4 separate regions of the Mus musculus genome follow, and regions 1, 3 and 4 are each linked to region 2. Evidence: chromatin contacts called from public Hi-C and promoter capture Hi-C data. All regions are on one chromosome and are shown on one strand. The core of a region is the stretch at or near the end of the contact, and the rest is flanking DNA. Distances in the headings are between cores, read along the strand shown. Region 1 holds the start of Ptpn9 (protein tyrosine phosphatase, non-receptor type 9). Region 2 holds the start of Rpp25 (ribonuclease P/MRP 25 subunit). Region 3 holds the start of Man2c1os (mannosidase, alpha, class 2C, member 1, opposite strand). Region 4 has its middle 12 kb from the start of Cyp11a1.

Region 1 (2,700 bases), core at 122-2,621, 510 kb before region 2:
TCTGTGATAACTCCAGCTGTGTCAAGTTGACACAAAACTAGCCAGTACAACATGTATGGGTGTTTTTTTTTTCCTGATGTATGTTTATACATCACATGCTCCTTAAAAGTTCTATACTACCACGTGGGTACTAGAATTGAACCCAGATCCACTCCAAGGTCAGCCAGTATTCTTAACCACTGACCCATCACGCGAGTCCCTGAGTGTCTTCATTATTTTACTTCCTGATACATCTTCCATTATCTTATACTGTCTTATTTTAACTCCAGTGCATAGTGCAGTGTCTGGTGTGCAGATAGACTTGTTATAGACTGTCTTCCAGTTTCAATACTGAAACCAACTCCTGAGTAGGTTCCTGAGTTCAGCGTAGAGTTCATTTTACTGGTGGCAAAAGACAAACTAACATAGTTGAGGGGCAAGGAGGCATGGACATGCCTTTAATTCCTTCACTCAAGAGGCAGATCTCTGTGAGTTCAAGGCCAGCTTGGTCTACACAGCCAATTTTGGGACAGCCAGGGGTACATAGAGATCCTTTCTCAAAACTCTGTCTTTCCTGGCCCCCTGACCCTCCACACACACAAAGGAAAAAACTTAGCAGAGGTAACCCTGAAGCTGCTATTGCACTGGTGCCAAAATGGAGTTAAGAATATATATAATTTATTTTTTAAAAAGTTCTCCAAGATGGGCATCAAAACCTATAGCATTTTCTTTTCCGAAGACCCATCCCCTGGTTCTTTCTGGACTTCAGTCCTGGGGGGACTAGTTGTGGCACTCCGATTTCTTGAAATCCTTCTAGAATACTTATCTTTGGTCTAACATGATAAAAAAAATCACAGTAGGCCCAGCCCTGCCTTCTCAATGCTCCTATCCTGAGAGACCCAGACTCTGCTGTTTACCCTAGAGTAAAATCATGCATTTGCAAAGGCTGTGGGCTTCCTGAATGAATTCTGAAACAGGATGTCTCTCTCTGTCTCTTCCTCACTCTCTCTTTGTACCCGATTACAATTAGCTACAATGATGCTGGACTACAGGATACATTCATTGAGCAAAGAAATGCGGCCCTTGCTTATCTGTCAGATCCGAGGCATCTTGGACCTCACAGGCAACCTTTCAGACCCTACCACGAATAGGTAGAAGCCGCCCGTGAATACCGGGAAGGGCACCGGTCCTCGCGCAGTTTTGGATTCTTTTAACTCCCAGTCGCGTCTCCCTCCCGCTCCCGTAGGGGAGTCGCCTCTCGTCCCCGCAGCCCCTCCCCCGCCGCGCCGCTCCGTTCCGCTCAGCCTCCCCTCCTCCCAGCTCCTCTCTGTCTCCCCCTCTCGGACAACGTCCCCGTCCGGCCCGGCCCTCCCCGGCTCCTGTTTGTGAATGAGATGCTCAGTTTCTCAATGGAGCCGTGGGGGGCTCGGGCGGACGCGGCGCAGGCCGCAGCGCTGGCCCTGAGCCGGGAGGGGGACGCCTTTTCCTCGCTCGCTCGCGCCCGCCCTCCCTGTCTCCGCGGCGGCTTTTGAGGAACTGGGCCGCGAGGCCACGGAGCAGTTCGCAGGGCCCGCATCCCCGTGGACGCCCGGGCTGGGCGGTCTCGAGGCGCCGGCGAGCTCTGCCCCGGGGGTTAAGCGGCTCGGAAGGCCGACGGCCTCCAACTCCCGCCAGGCGCCTTCGCGGTGGCTGTAAAAGTTGTGGACTCCTAAAAAAGAAAGAAAGCCAAGCAGACCTCGAACTGCTGTTAGTTCCTCGCCCGCACTTTCTCCTCCTCAGGACAGGAGGGGTGGCGTGAGGAAAGGAGTGAAGCAAACAGGAGGCATTTCCTCTCCGCGGGGAGCGACAGCGGGCTCTCCCCGGCCAGCAGGAGCGGCGTTGGCAGCCGCCGCGGGCGCCGGGCGCTCGCACCATGCGCGAGCCGACCGAGAGCTGCTGAGGCGCCGGGCCACAGAAGCGGAGCGCGAGTGCAGCGGGTTCTGGCGCTCGCCCACCAGACCTGCCCCGGCGGCGGCGGGATGGAGCCGGCGACCGCGCCCCGGCCGGACATGGCGCCGGAGCTGACCCCCGAGGAGGAGCAGGTAAGCGCCGCTGCAGCGGTGGGTGTGTCCGAGCCTCCGAGGCCTAGGCCGGCCTCTGTTCGCCGGGCTGCGCTCCTCGCCCCGGGCCCTCAGCGGCTCCTGCTCGCATTTCAGGCCTGCGGGCTGGCCTCCCCGGGCCGGAGACCGCGCCCCAGGCCATCGCCCAGCCCAGCCCCGGAGCCGTGGGACCCCTGGCTCTGAGATTCTTATGCTTCGAGACTTCCGGGGGGGGGGGGGTCCGTGCTGCTCCATTTCAATGAATATTAAAGTTCCTCGAACTGGGGCGGGCTCCCCACTGGATGACTGCAGGACACCTTGTCCCAGGCCCTTCTACTCTCTGGAAGCGTTTGCATTTTTTTTTTTTTTTCTCGAGGGTCCGTTGTTTTCAAGGGCAAGGAAAGCCATTTGGGGGGAGGATTCCTAGGTGGTTGTCTCCGTTCCCAAGATGGGGGGAGGTAGCGCTGGTAAAGAGGTGGCCCAGATTCTCAAAGGAGCCCTTCAGGCTTTCAGACTGCTGTGACGGGCCTACTTGGACAGATCCTGAAAGATCTGTTCCTTTTCTAGCTCCCCAAGTCCCTGGCCTTGACCTCCCTATTCTGCTTTCCCAGGCTAGGCTCTTACCCTCGTCCCCATTTCCCTG
Region 2 (2,700 bases), core at 83-2,582:
GAGCTGAGGGGCTGAGAATTGTCACAGATAGCAAAGAGGAAGAGGAGGGCCGGGCAGCTCTCCCCCTAGACTGATGCTGTGCTCATCCAAACACCATCTTGCTGATACTTTGAGAACACCGTTCCTTACAGTCCTCAGTGCGTCTTCCTTCCCGGTGCTTCCCACGTCTGTCTGATTCCCTCCCTGCCTTTCCATGGAAACGGGATTGAATATTGAGGGCGTGGCCCCAGGCCAGGGTCACTCCTTATTAAACAGTCTTGCTTTGATCAGACCTCATCTTTCTACTGCCCACCTCACCTCGCAGCAGAGCCCGAGCCTCTGCTCAGATTCAGTGGAGTTCCCAGAGTTTGCAAGTACCCGCCCCCACACACACACATTCCGCCAAGGCACTCCACCCTGCCTCCCACCTCTTAAAACCTGTCTTCTCTCAGTCTCCTTTTAACAAAAACAACCCTCTGGATTTCTAGAGGCCAAGGCTGACTGGCAAGGAATTCCACCTGGAATTGGAAGTCAGGAATCCGGCGTTAGCTCGGGCTGAGCCACGCTCATAAACATGTATGCAGCTCCAGTAAAGGACTTTCAGGCATGAATATAAGAATTTAACGCCTTGGAAGAAATGGTCTCCTGTTCCCCATTCACTTTAGGCTGGCCCAACGCATCACTTCCTGCATTTCAGAGGTGCATAGGTGCCGGGAGCCTGGAGGTATGATCAGGAGGAGCAAAGCTTAGTGTCTCTCTAAGCAGCTACGCAAGGACCAGGCCACGACGTAGCGGTCCCAGCCCAGGGAAGGCGCTGCGTGCAGCCGCAGCCAACGCCTCCCACTCTCTGCTGACCATGCACTGGCTGCCCTTGACGCAAAAATATAGTAAGAGAACGGGAGGGAGGTCCCTGGAGGGGTGGAGTAGCGAAGCCCCAAAAGGTGGTTTGGAGATCTCTTACCTAGGAGGGGTCTAGGGATGCCCTTGCGCTGGAACCCCGCAGGGCTCAGGGACCAGGCTTGAGTCGGCATTTGAACCTTAAGCATAGTATTTATTTAGGTTGTTCCTGCATAAGGTCTGGTTCAGGGAGAACAGATGGTGACTTCGGAGAACTTCACCTCCCAAATCACCCGTGGCTCTGTGACCCCAGCCGCTGAGCTCCAGCGCTGGATCCCAAAGGCTGGAGGGACTGGGACAAGTCACGCAGAGTTGGGGCGGGTCCTGGGCGAAGGGGCGGGTCCTATCTGGCTCCCAGGCGGAGCTTCTGCTAAAGGCGCGGAGCACAAGGTGCCGAGGGCGCAGAGTAGAACATCACTACCCTGTAGAAGTCTGGGCTGAAGACTGCACGTTCCCAGCCCACCCTCCAACCTTCACTCGGCGCCGGCACCCCAATCCCTGCCAGCTCTCGCCCGGCACGACCCGCGGCCATGCAGCCCCGGGCTTGAGGCGGCCCCATGGCAAAACCTGCGATCCCAGCGACGACGGCGCATGGAGAACTTCCGTAAGGTGCGCTCGGAGGAGGCGCCGGCGGGGGACGGTGATGAGGGTGGCAGCCCGAACTCTGGCCCTTTTGCAGATCTGGCACCCGGTGCTGTACACATGCGGGTCAAGGAGGGCAGCAAGATCCGCAACCTACTGGCCTTCGCCACCGCCAGCATGGCGCAGCCAGCCACGCGCGCCATCGTCTTCAGTGGCTGCGGCCGGGCCACCACCAAGACCGTCACGTGCGCCGAGATTCTCAAGCGCCGCCTGGCGGGCTTACACCAGGTCACGCGGCTGCGCTACCGGAGCGTGCGCGAGGTGTGGCAGAGCCTCCCGCCTGGGCCCACACCGGGTCAGACGCCCAGCGATCCGGCCGCCAGTCTCAGTGTACTTAAGAATGTACCGAGCCTCGCCATCCTACTTTCAAAGGACGCACTGGATCCACGACAACTTGGCTACCAGCCTCCGAACCTCAGTCCTGGTCCTTCGTCCCCTCCTACGGTGTCGACGTCCAAGAGGAGCCTGGGGGAATCTGCTGCTGAAGAAGGCACCGCTAAGCGGTCTCAGCCTGAGCCAGAGGCTGAGAATGAGGACAGGACCGCCTGAGAATTCTCGCCTCTGAGCCACCCAGACCGACTGAATCATATATCTTCAACACTCCTGCATACCTTTCAACACACGCACCTTTCATACCTGGGTTTTAAGGGGCCCATGTTCCTGGACACCGGTCCTCAGAATGACAGCGCGGATCCCAAGGCGACAGGAGAGAGCTCAGGAATGAGAAGAGAGGATCCTTGAAGTCCAAGGAAACTTTGTGGGACATGTTACCAGAAGCCACAGAACACCACCCACACCTTTGCTAGGCCGTCTTTTTTAGGGAAGCATGGTGGGTAGTGGGACTCTTGAGCTTTCTTGGGGACCCAGACGTTAAAAGCACCCAGTATGCATGGATGCTGACAGTTGAGGCTTTAAAAATCATCTTTGCTGTTAACTGAGAGCGGGAGCTACGGAGCTGATTACTTGAGGATGGCCAAGTTGAAAATGTCCGGACCCTATTCTGCACCCCCACACACACACACACCCTAGCAATTCCCTTTTAGCATCCCTCCCCCACCCGCCTTGCATGATGGCTGAGAGGGGACTTAGGACAAAATCTGCCATGCTTCCTCCCCGAGTCCTGCTGGAGTCTTGCTTCCAATAAAACAAACGTGAAAATGGCTCTGTCTTCAGTTTTGTTCT
Region 3 (2,700 bases), core at 157-2,656, 370 kb before region 2:
TATGTACTATGTACTGCACCTCCCTGCAGGTCAGGGTAAGATTTCAGGGCCCTTTTAGGAGAAAAAGTCCTTGTGACCAATAAAACAAGGGACTTTGCTCAAGTTTTGACAAGTTATTTTAATTGGCATTGTATATTTCTTACTTGATCATTTTTCTGGGTAACCTGCATTTGGAATGTAAACCTGGTTATTTCCATTAAAGCAGGCTAGTTAGATTCCTCCTGTATTATTTTCTTCCAGACTCCTGCAAACGTTAAAGCTGGAGGTTAGCATTCAAACTTCCTTGCACTTGTTGACCTGCGTTAGATCAAAATTCTGGACATTGGGGTAATGGGCAACGGTGATGCATGTAATGTAATGGAGGATTACTGGTGTGCAAAGCCCCTTTTCTGTATTTCTGAAAACACCCGAAGTAGCCTTGCGCTTTTCATATTATGCAGTTACCAATGCTTGAGTAAGTGAAGAGAATGGAAAACTAAACCTTTCCCATGCCCTTCCAGGGGTTCCCTCCCTAGCCCTTCCTTCAGAATACCAAGTAGCTCAGGCTGTACTCAAAGGCGCTACATTGTCGCAGATTACTCCAATTTACACTTCCTGGTCTGTGAACTTTGTGCATCCTAGGCAAGCACTCTCCCTACCGAACCACACCACCAGCTCAAACTTACCATTGTATTTTAAAATAATTTACCCAGCTGTCTGACAGCAAGGCTGAGGTGAGAACCGCGAAGGCTCAGCTTCCGGGTTTCACTGGGAGGCTCCCCAGAGCCAGCCTCTTGCAAAAGCCGTGGTGTTCCCAGAAAAGCTGCTCGGGTCTGTAAGCTGGTTGGATGCCGGAACCTTTGGTTCCAAGCGGTGCAACGAGCCGGCAGCACCAAGGATCTTCCGGGGAGGGAAGGCGCATCGCCATGGCGGCAGCGCCGTTCTTGAAGCACTGGCGCACCACTTTCGAGCGGGTGGAGAAGTTCGTGTCCCCGATCTACTTCACCGACTGTAACCTTCGCGGCAGGTGTGGTCCTTGGCCTACCACACCCGCGCGCTCTCCCCTTCCCTTCCGGAGGGAAACCCAGGCCGTGGCCAACCGGGCCGCGGAACAAAGTTCCCGCCACTGCCAGGCCAGGGGCTGGGGAGCGAACGGTAGAGGTTGGTCTGTGCTGCTGAGCTGCCAGGCAGTCCTCACGGCCTTAGCCAAGGGAGAGCGTTTCCCCAGCCATCCGCTGGCTCACGGGTGGGACAGGGGCGGCTTCGAGCATGCGCCCATCAGCTGCTCCTGCCCAGGCTCTTCGGGGACAGCTGCTCGGTGACACTCTCCAGCTTCCTGACGCCCGAGAGGCTTCCCTATGAGAAGGCGGTGCAGCAGAACTTCAGCCCTGCGCAGGTCGGCGACAGCTTCGGACCCACGTGGGTAACGCCCAGTTTGGCGAAGCTCCGCCCCACGACCAAACCCTAGTCTGCTAGATAGCAGAGTGGCGCCCTCTGCTGAGAGAAGCTCCTTTATCCTTCGGCGTCTTCACTTGAGTATTTTCATCCCTGCTGCCTCTCCCCCTTTCCCTTTATTCTTTGACCATTTCTCTGATGCTGCACATGCATGGAGAACATCTTAAAGCCGAGGGTTTCCACTCCTAGGCCCATCAAAATGGCTCTCTTACAGATGGTGGACCTGCTGGTTTCGGGTAGAACTGGTCATCCCTGAAGTTTGGGTGGGCCAGGAAGTTCATCTTTGCTGGGAAAGCGATGGAGAAAGCCTTGTCTGGCGTGATGGGGAACCTGTCCAGGTGAGGTGTCCTCTCTTAGAGCCAGATACTGCCACAGATTAGCCTGGTTTTTGGAGAAGCCACAGCTGAATGAATGGGTCTCCAGAGTAATTTCATGATTTCGGAACTGAGGAAATTGCCAGTGTTTAGACACACCCGAAGAGGTTATCAGATCCCATTACAGATGGTTGTAAGCCACCAGAATTTGGACACCAGTGTTATAAATCCCCAGTTTTCATAAGCTAGTTTTATTGTGTATAGTACATATGTATTGGGGGAAACTTCAAATCATTCTAAAATGATATAAAGTAAGGTATTAAGTTATCTTCCCATGAATAATGAATTTCTTTTAACTGCACTTCACATTCCCCAGATGTTAAATGTTAAATGTCATACCAGGTTTAATCTTTGTAATGCTATGTGATGACACTTTATATCCATTATAGATTTTAAAAAACTAAGACATTTCTTTGTTGGTCCATGCAGCTTCCGTTTCAAAGTCCAGTAACTGGGTCCTAAAAGAAGTCAGAGCCCTAGCCGGGCGTGGTGCTGCACGCCTTTAATCCCAGCACTCGGGAGGCAGAGGCAGGTGGATTTCTGAGTTCGAGGCCAGCCTGGTCTACAAAGTGAGCACCAGGACAACCAGGGCTATACAGAGAAACCCTGTCTCGAAAAAACAAAAAAACAACAAAAAAAAAACAAACAAACAAAACAAAACAAAAAAAAGAAGTCAGAGCCCTATCCAACTTTCTTCTCTTCGATGGCACCCACCTAACTGAACACTGAGGATGAACCAATCTATCTCAAACTCCTTGGGCTTCTTTTTTAATTAATATAACCCAGAACCACCACAAATTCTAGACAAATGTTCTCACCACTGAGCTAATCCATCTCCCACCTCCCGTTTAATTCGAGAAAGGGTCTTGCTGAATGATCCCTGATAGTAGCC
Region 4 (2,700 bases), core at 189-2,688, 500 kb after region 2:
GGTGAAGCAAAAGGAAGAGAACAAGCAGAGGAGAGAGACGGAAGTAGCTAGATAGAGAGATTGGATATAGATAGACAGACAGGGAAGCAAAAGGGACTGAGTGTGACCGGCTGGGGAGATGGCTCATCGGGTAAGCAAGCATAGGGACCCGAGTTCAAATCCCCAGCACCTACGTAAAAAGGAACAAGGCAGGCATGGTGGTATACATCTATAACCCAAGTGTGGAGGGGTGAAAACCTGCAGCGGCTTGGTGGCCAATCCAAAACAGCCAGTTGCAGGTTCATTGAGAGAGCCTGCCTCAAAACAAACAAACCAAACTGGAGATGCATTTGAAGAATACATCTGGATGTTAGCCTCTGCTCTCCACATGTGCCTGCATAGGTAGACATACCTGCATACACGTGTATATAAACATACTACACACACACACACACACACACACACAGAGAGAGAGAGAGAGAGAGAGAGAGAGAGAGAGAGAGAGAGAGAGAGAGACTGAGTGGTAATAATGATATAAAGGGTTAAGTAGTCACACCCTGATTAGTAAAGCCATGCATCTCCAAGGCTGGTTTCTTGTCAAACATCTATGGGGGGTGTTGCAGGGTGGGGTGGGGAGGGGAGCTGATGTGTGACTTAGTGAAAAAAAATGCCTGGAGCTGGACCCATGAAAGCAAACACATTTGCCCCCTAAGATTTATTTTATCTTTAATTATGTGTGTTGTATGAGTGGGTTGTGTCCGTGAGTGCAGGTGCTCAGGAAGGCCAGAAGAAGGCACTGGATCCCCTGGAGCTGGAGTTGTGAGCTGCTGGGCATGGGTGCTGGGCACAGAACTCTGGCTCTCTGTAAGAGCAGGCTGCACTCTTAACCACTGAGGCCCCTTTCCAGTCCTGGGACACACAGCTTTCACCGTGGTGTCCAAACATTAACCCCAAACCACAGTGGACAGCCTTTAGCTCAGTGAGGTTACTTGTGCGATGTTGAGAATTTGAGGCCTTCCCAAACACTCTATTGTCCTGGTAAGTGTTCGTCACAACCTTGACAGGCAGGTTGTGATTATTTCCATTTTTTGGAGATGAAAGCCTTCATTCTCACTTGGCTCCAAGTGAGTTCCCCAAGTCCACACAATTACTCAGTGGTCGAACTAAGACTTGAACCCAAGTCCATCTGGTCCCAATGCCCCCTATGTGATTATGTCTGCAGTCTGCTCGGCACTTTTATACATTGGAAGGACACCCTTTTCTTTTCCTTATAGTGTTCCCAAGGCTCCATCAGCCACAGGGTTCTGTCTGGCCCTGACTGCAGGGTCTGTGCTTGCCTGCAATAGTCAGGTGCCAGAATCCTGTCCACTGTGATTGGACAAAAACTGGCCAATCAGTTCTTCAGGGAGATCATGGACAAGAGAGAGGGTGGCCCTTCTCTGTCTTTGCTGCAGGAGTTTCCAGGACCTTGGGGTCAGGTAAATCCCTGGCCTTCTTCCTGGCTGTGCACAGTTGACTGCAGGAGACAGCAGCCAACACAAAAGAAAGAATGGGAGGTGGGGGGCCAGCGACTTCCTCTGGCATGCTAGCTCCTGACCTTGAACTTTTCAAATTCATTTTATGTATATGGTATTTTTGTTTTAACCAGTTTCAGCTGGATTTCTGCCAAGTGCCCCACAAAGAATTCTGACACAAATCTATGATTTAAAAGAGTTATAAAACAGGAGCTCCACCCCGGCAGAAAGGGGAAGGCAGGCACTGGGAGTAGTGAAAGGAGCCTAGGTAGAGTTGAGCCAGGGGTGCAGCTAGGTCTCTGCGAGCCACGGGATAAGAATGAGAGTCCTGATAGTGACAAATGGGGCTCCATATAGATTCCCCCACCCCCCACCCCGCGCTTCTATCTCTGGCTTCATTTTCTCCATCAGCTTCCTACCCAAGAGCAAGAGCTTAAGAAATTTCTGAAAGGGGTGCCAGCGATGGAGCTCAGTTGGGAGAGTGCTTGCCTAGCATGCATACAGCCCTGAGTTCCATCCCCAGCGCTGAATAAACCAGTCAGTCCTGACCCTCGGGTGGTAGCAGAGAGGATCAGGAGTTGAAGGTCATCCTTGGGTGCACAAGTTCAAAACTAGTCTGGGATGGAGGCCCTGCCACAAAACCAAAGCCAACGTTCTGGAAGGACCCATGACTGACCCAGCCATGCCTTTTCACATGCAATTACAGTAGTCCCCTCTTGGGAGGAGAGTAACGTGGGCCTCACTTTTGTGATATTGGAGTCTCTCTATAGAAGTGGCGCCTCACAAGAGAGAAGGACCAACAGAATGTCTACCACAGAAATGAAAAGGTTACCTACTCAGCCGCTGGGATACTTGCTGGGGACCCCTGGCTTCCAGATAGGTTTCTGTCCCCATATGTTCTGGAGTGCTAGAATGGTAGCCCAAACGCTGGACTGTCCGATCATCAGCTTAATTCTGGTGAATCGGCATGAGGTCAAGCACGTGCTCTTTGCTTCCAGCCTTTCCTAACTTACTGAAGCCCAGCAGTCTACCTGGCGCACCAGCACCAGGTAGACTCTTAGAGTCACCACTCTTTCTTGGCTCTGCGTAGCTAGGTGGTGTCACGTGGTTAAGTTGTGGCCAATGAGATGCCTGATCTTGTGTGAGGGCTTCAGAACAGGTAGCTAGAGGTGTGGGAAGGGTCCCTTTTGCCTTCTTCATCTTCCTT

What was found. Promoter capture Hi-C pulls out the DNA fragments that hold promoters and counts their contacts. Hi-C and Micro-C count contacts between places; a contact is called where the count stands out from the background. Capture Hi-C pulls out chosen DNA fragments and counts their contacts.
Region 1: a promoter capture Hi-C map of cranial neural crest shows a contact between it and region 2. The contact joins the promoter of Ptpn9 here to the promoter of Rpp25 in region 2. A contact is called at or near these places in 2 of 39 promoter capture datasets (cranial neural crest and pre-B cells) and 1 of 115 datasets of contacts at active chromatin or transcription factors (large pre-B cells).
Region 3: a contact with region 2 is called in a promoter capture Hi-C map of adipose tissue. The contact joins the promoter of Man2c1os here to the promoter of Rpp25 in region 2. A contact is called at or near these places in 8 of 39 promoter capture datasets (the 3T3-L1 cell line, 3T3-L1-derived adipocytes, the C10 cell line and 3 more), 8 of 115 datasets of contacts at active chromatin or transcription factors (the 230-238 cell line, acute myeloid leukemia, bone marrow-derived macrophages and 4 more) and 4 of 9 other capture datasets (adipose tissue, liver, macrophages and 1 more).
Region 4: a Hi-C map of embryonic stem cells shows a contact between it and region 2, with 2.6 times the contacts expected there. The contact joins the enhancer-like site here to the promoter of Rpp25 in region 2. A contact is called at or near these places in 1 of 39 promoter capture datasets (pre-B cells), 1 of 484 Hi-C or Micro-C datasets (embryonic stem cells) and 2 of 115 datasets of contacts at active chromatin or transcription factors (embryonic stem cells and microglia).

The regions. Positions count from the first base shown.
Region 1 is chr9:56,993,597-56,996,296 of GRCm38.p6, forward strand. It overlaps Ptpn9 (protein tyrosine phosphatase, non-receptor type 9), which reads left to right and starts at 1,372. Exons shown (of 13, transcript NM_019651.2): 1 at 1,372-2,060. The coding sequence starts at 1,998.
Region 2 is chr9:57,502,770-57,505,469 of GRCm38.p6, forward strand. It overlaps Rpp25 (ribonuclease P/MRP 25 subunit), which reads left to right and starts at 1,333. Exons shown (of 1, transcript NM_133982.1): 1 at 1,333-2,678. The coding sequence starts at 1,468. The coding sequence ends at 2,067.
Region 3 is chr9:57,129,884-57,132,583 of GRCm38.p6, forward strand. Man2c1os (mannosidase, alpha, class 2C, member 1, opposite strand) reads right to left here and starts at 1,407. Exons shown (of 2, transcript NR_102289.1): 1 at 666-1,407; 2 at 99-244. It overlaps Man2c1 (mannosidase, alpha, class 2C, member 1), which reads left to right and starts at 894. Exons shown (of 26, transcript NM_028636.2): 1 at 894-1,006; 2 at 1,276-1,398; 3 at 1,649-1,772. The coding sequence starts at 906.
Region 4 is chr9:58,001,928-58,004,627 of GRCm38.p6, forward strand. It overlaps a transcript of Cyp11a1 not described here. Among named protein-coding and RNA genes, the nearest start is that of Cyp11a1, 12 kb to the right of the region's middle. Within about 2 kb of position 1,439, at least 6 of the 459 cell types and tissues checked have an H3K27ac peak or open chromatin away from gene starts, as enhancers often do. A contact at or near this core is called in embryonic stem cells, where this site is marked.